2 separate regions of the Muntiacus reevesi genome follow, and region 1 is linked to region 2. A link is a contact called in public Hi-C data. All regions are on one chromosome and are shown on one strand. The core of a region is the stretch at or near the end of the contact, and the rest is flanking DNA. Distances in the headings are between cores, read along the strand shown. Region 1 holds the start of PSMA2 (proteasome 20S subunit alpha 2). Region 2 holds the start of YKT6 (YKT6 v-SNARE homolog).

Region 1 (2,700 bases), core at 77-2,576, 950 kb before region 2:
TTTTAAGTGTTTAAACAAGGAAATTTATTATAGAAAGATTCAGTCCCTGATAACATATGGCTGCTTCATGTTTCAGCTAGAATTAGGATAACACTTTCTTAAAGATAGAGGTCCAGGTTTTGTCACCGAATAGGAACAGTAGCGACCTGTCAAACCCTGTTTCCTATCACTGTATATGAGGAGATCTTTTTTAAAAGATAAATATTCTAGTATTTTAAGAAGACATTACACAGTAATGCAAAATGTATTAATTTTGTCGTCAGAAAGAACCCAGTTTAAAAGTTAACCTATGACCAGGGAGGAGTTATTGAATTTGAGTTGTGGTCAGCTCATTTGTAAGATGTTTAGAAAACATTCATCACACAGGGTAGCCCAAAGAGAAGGAGTAAGCTCCACCCACACATAAAGTACTCAACAAGTTAGATGCCGCCTGTCTTTAGCTGTCAGATAATATTTTTAATTAAATAGGCCCTTACTGATCGTAGGGAAAATGGCCAAACTGAATCCTTCTCCGGTCAGTAAAGCAGTGCATCTCTGATTTATTTTGAAAAATATGCTTACATAAATGCTCTAAAGTTTAAAAGCCTACAATCTTTCTTTAAATAAACATATCCGCTTCCAAAAATTACAGCCCCAAAGCAAATACAGCCTATTTTGGAGCCCACAAAGACACCGGGCTAGAAACATTACCACTTTCACTTTCAGTTCTTAAGCTTCCAGTAGGGGCACCGAAAAAATCGAAAGCGGGAAAAGGTTTCCAAAGACATTAGCGCCAAATGGAAGCTAAGACTAGAACTGAACTGTAAAGTTGGGGCTTTCCAAGAAAAAGGAACCCCATAGAGCTGACCAAAATTCCAAACTGCAGAAGCTCCTGAATCAGGCCTACTTGGGTCAGGAAGGAAATCTTCTGAGTTCTGAACAGGAAACCTGGACGCAGCTCATTCAAAATTGCCTTTTTCTCTACTTCCAAAGCGAAAGAAAATCCCTGGGTGAGGGCCTCAACTTCCCACAGCGTCTAGACAGATCTCCCAGGACACCCTGACTAGCGTTCCCACGGCCCCCAGGCACCAATGCTCCCCGGGCCGCGGGAAGGCCCCGCAAATGACTTGGCAAACTCGCATTTCCACCCCCATTTCCTACTAGGCCCTCAGAAAGCGCCAAGTCAGAGACCAGGAAGGTAAAAACCTGGTCGGCAGAGCTCCTGCAACCTCAGTTACGTGGAGGACCTCAGAAGTCCCTTCCATACCTGAATGTAGTCAGCGAAAAGCTGTAACCACGCTCCGCCATCTTTACCCGAAGACCCAACGCACATCCGCGCACATGCGCACTGAGGCCAGTTTAGTTTCTTTTCCCCGCCCCGCGCCTTCCTTTCTAGGTTTCTGATTGGAGGAAAGGCAGAGCCGCTCCAGAAGCATGCTGGGAGTTATAGTTCCAAGTGCGCGTTTGCCCGACTCTGTGTCTGTGCGCATGCTCAAGGTAGGGGCGGGACCCAGAGGCCTGGTGGGTGTGGCTTTCGGCCGAGCAACATGGCGCCCACCATGCTGGTGCTGCTGGTTCCGCCGTTGCCCGCAGTCCGAGGACTTCTCCGGAACTGTTGGAAGCAGCTGCAGCGGAAACTTCTGCAGAGCCGACCAGGTTTTCCCAGTCCGCCATGGGGTACGTAAAGAAGGCCTCCGTGGAGAAGGGTTTGGACTGGGGACCCCAGGCAATGTGGTGAATTTTGCTCGTATCTAGCCTGCTCCGGTGTTCTGATCTTTGGCTGCGTGGAGGAGACGATGTTCCGGGCATTCACTTACTTAGGAACAAAGACAGCAGTTTTTGCCCCCAGTCCCCTGCAAAAAGGAAAACAAACATCCTCTGACTGTCCCATTCCTACAGGGAATGTAACCGAAGTGCATTAACTTAGCATCAAGGGACAAGAGCTCTCTAGATCCTCTTTTCTTTCCAGTCCAGTCCACCACCTAAAGCAGTTTGCCGTCTGTGGCATTTGAGCTTTGTCAATTGACTGTTGATCCTCTATTTCCCCTGAAAACTAATTTTAAATGGAAATGTCTTGGCTGTTAAAATTGTCATTCCTTTGACGTTTACATTCTACTCGATTTCGAAGTTATCCCGAACATAATAATGATAATACTCAGAAGAGCCCGCTAAATCTCAAGTGAAGTGAAGTGAAGTCGCTCAGTCGTGTCCGACTCTTTGCGACCCCATGGACTGTAGCACGCCAGGCTCCTCCGTCCATGGTATTTTCCAGGCAAGAATACTGGAGTGGGTTGCCATTTCCTTCTCCAGGGGGTCTTCCCGACCCAGGGATCGAACCCTGGTCTCCCGCCTTGTAGGCAGACGCTTTTACCGTCTTAGCCAACAGGAAAGTCCCACTGAATGTCAAAGTCAACATATATTTAGTAAGATAATCTCCACTACAATCCCATTAGGTGTCTCCACTTTTCAACTGAAGAACTAGACTCAGAAAGGCCTCAAGGTCACACCGACCTTCCAGAGCCTGTGCTATTAACCACAGGTCTGTGCTTAGCAATACTTTCAGGTATATTGAAAAGGAGTACCAGTGTTAAACAGCTTTGTATATTTTTAAGAGTTCCTAAAACCAAAAGAAATATTGCAGGCCTGAGGAATATAGCAAGGAGATGGTAAAGAAATCTTTTTCTTTTTTTTGTTTTATTTTTAATTGAAGGGTAATTACTT
Region 2 (2,700 bases), core at 76-2,575:
TTCCTCCTTTTGTTTGACGTTCAGGGGCCAAAAAAAAAAAACCAACCAAAAAACAAAAAAAAAACGGACTCAGAATTTTCTTCGGAAATGGCTCTCACTCGCCCCCTACAGGGAAATTGTGTCAGTGCAGTCAGGATGGGTTACACACAGTTCAGCGTCCTTTTTGAGACACTGGCCTGGCATTGGCCTCTCTGTTCCTGAGGTTTGGTACCAAAATGTCGGGGATAGGAAAAAGCCCTTCCGCACACCCAGGGTCGATGAGAAGGGTGCTGAGTGAAAAGGCAGGTGGTGGGAACTTCCTTCAGCCAGCAGAATAGTGTATTTGGCAATGTCCAGAGACGTTTTTGGTTGCCAAATGGCCACTGGGGTACCACTTGCATTTAGTTGGGGTAAAGACATGAAATGCTGCCTACGATGCATGGACAGCCCCCAACAACAGCTATCCAATCCAAAATATCACCAGTGACAAGACTGAGATACTCTGATTGAGAGTCATGTTTTGAGTGATGCTGTTGGTTTTTCAAACATACCATCTTTCCCATCATTTCAGATCTGGCTGCTTCTAGCACGACGGTTGTGTAACCTTCCCGCCAATTTCCAAATATCAAAGTCCTTTCAGCTGTGTCTGTCCTGCAAGATGCTTTCTGACAACATACCATTTAACAAACAAGAAGATAAGACGTACTACCCTCAGAGAACTGAGCCTTATTCACCCCCATCCACTGAAAAAGCATTATTTCAACATTTCAAGCAAAATGAGGTTTTCCAAGTCATGGTATGCCAAGTGCTCCCTCAGTTTGGAGCTGTGGGAAGGGCAAGAGAGGGTACAATTAACTGAAAATAAGAGGCAAGCCTTCACCTTCCAGCAGGAGCCTCGAAAAGATCCCTATCCTTCACTCAAAAAGGAGATCTGATTTACAAAAGACTTTTCTAGAAGGCAGTTCGCGCATAAATCAAAGTCCCTCGTGTAGGGTTTACAAAGTACTGGCGTGTGGGTGGGGCTCTGGGTCTCACTGCTCAGAGGAAGGACAGCCCCCGGGACACAGGTGTTCCTACAGTACTCAGAAGAACCGGGAAGAAGCCGGGGGGCGCTGGGAGGACTCAGGACGGCCAGGGAAGGAGGGAGAAGGCCTCGGAGAGATAAGGCCAGCAGAAGAGTAAGGACTCGTAGTGAAACACCGAGGTGGCCTACGAGAACTCCGACAACGCCTCACGCGCACGCGCAGGACCCCGCACCACCCCCTCGTTCGCATTTCCGGCTGCTTCTTTCTGCATCCGGGGCACGAAAAGACTCCGTTAGGCCTCGGGCGGCGGTCCCTCACCGGAACCGGAAGTGAACCCCGAGCCAGGAGAAGGAAGCCGGTGGCCGATCCGTCAGCAGCCGGCGGCGGCCTCGAGGGGCGGCGCTGCGCTGCTCCCTGCGAACCGGTGCCGCGGCCGGGCGGGTGGCCAGCCCAAGGGCCCGGCGCCATGAAGCTGTACAGCCTAAGCGTCCTGTATAAAGGCGAGTCCAAGACGGTGCTGCTCAAGGCCGCATACGATGTGTCCTCCTTCAGCTTTTTTCAGAGATCCAGGTGAGCGGGCCCAGGAGGGCGGCGCCCGGACGGGGAGGCCCGGGGTCCGGGTTGGAGACCGTCCGGGAATCGAAGCCCGGGGCTTGGCCTCCCGCATTGGAGCCGGTGGTCTTTTCCTCGGCCTGCGGATTGTGCCTCTGAGAAATCATCCTCCTTTCAATCGTGAAAAGCTGTAGCCCGTTCTGGAATGTAGTCCGTAATCAGGGTTTTTCAAAATTTCTGTATAGAAATGACCGGGGGTCTTTGAGAAAGGGCAGATTCCTCTAGGTTCACGCCCAGTTGAGTTCCAGCAATCTGTATCTTAAACCAGCAAATCCCACTCAGTGGTTCTGACCCAGGAAGCTCACGTGCCACACCTTAAGCGCCACGTTTGTGTTGTTTGCCTGGGCTTTCCAACAGTTCGGTGTGAGAGTTCCTGGTACACTCTGTCATATTATGGAGGAAGTCACTGAGGCCCCAGGAGATGGATACCAAACCAGCCAGGACTCCAACCCAAATTGTATGCTCTTTACGGTTGGGCTCTAGTGGTACAAATGCGTTCTACAGTGAAATTGTGGAAGGAAGCATGGAGGTTTTAGGGCTTAAAAACCTTTGAACATTTGCGAGGCACTTTAATGCAATCAAGTGTGTGTTAGAAGTACCACAGACACTTAACAGCCTGTTTGAGGGAGGGGTGGCGGTGACTCAGGCACAAAAGGAGAAGGATCCTACAAAGTCTGTGTCTTTGGACACCCAATCTCCAGGTCTGGTGGCATCTGGATTCTATCTTCATTACTTCAGTGGGCTGTTTTGTTCTTGATGAGAGTGGCTTGATGGCAGAATCTCAAACAATTCCACTTGTTATTTTGTTGAAACTTTCTGCTTCTTTTTGGGTCCTTCTTGATCCTAGCATTCTCTATCATGACTTCTAGTCTCTGTTCTGTGTTGCTGCTTTTCTGTGATGGAACTTTGGGTGTTAACTTGGTTAACTCTTGATTCTTTTCCTTTCTCTCTTTTCCCTACTGACATTTACTGAGAATCCTCAGAGATTTCACTTTCGGACTTTCATCTCACTGGTTTTCGGTATCCAGACCAGTTTCAGATGATTAACACAACGGCAGTACTGTAGGGAAATCTCTACAGATGT

What was found. A called contact is a pair of places that touch in the nucleus more often than the background predicts.
Region 1: a contact with region 2 is called in a Hi-C map of muscle, with 6 times the contacts expected there. The contact joins the promoter of PSMA2 here to the promoter of YKT6 in region 2. A contact is called at or near these places in 2 of 3 Hi-C or Micro-C datasets (blood and muscle).

Annotation. Positions count from the first base shown.
Region 1 is chr6:74,113,086-74,115,785 of mMunRee1.1, reverse strand. PSMA2 (proteasome 20S subunit alpha 2) reads right to left here and starts at 1,326. Exons shown (of 8, transcript XM_065939311.1): 1 at 1,247-1,326. The coding sequence starts at 1,287. MRPL32 (mitochondrial ribosomal protein L32) reads left to right here and starts at 1,508. Exons shown (of 3, transcript XM_065939717.1): 1 at 1,508-1,656. The coding sequence starts at 1,527.
Region 2 is chr6:73,164,088-73,166,787 of mMunRee1.1, reverse strand. YKT6 (YKT6 v-SNARE homolog) reads left to right here and starts at 1,325. Exons shown (of 7, transcript XM_065939251.1): 1 at 1,325-1,574. The coding sequence starts at 1,471.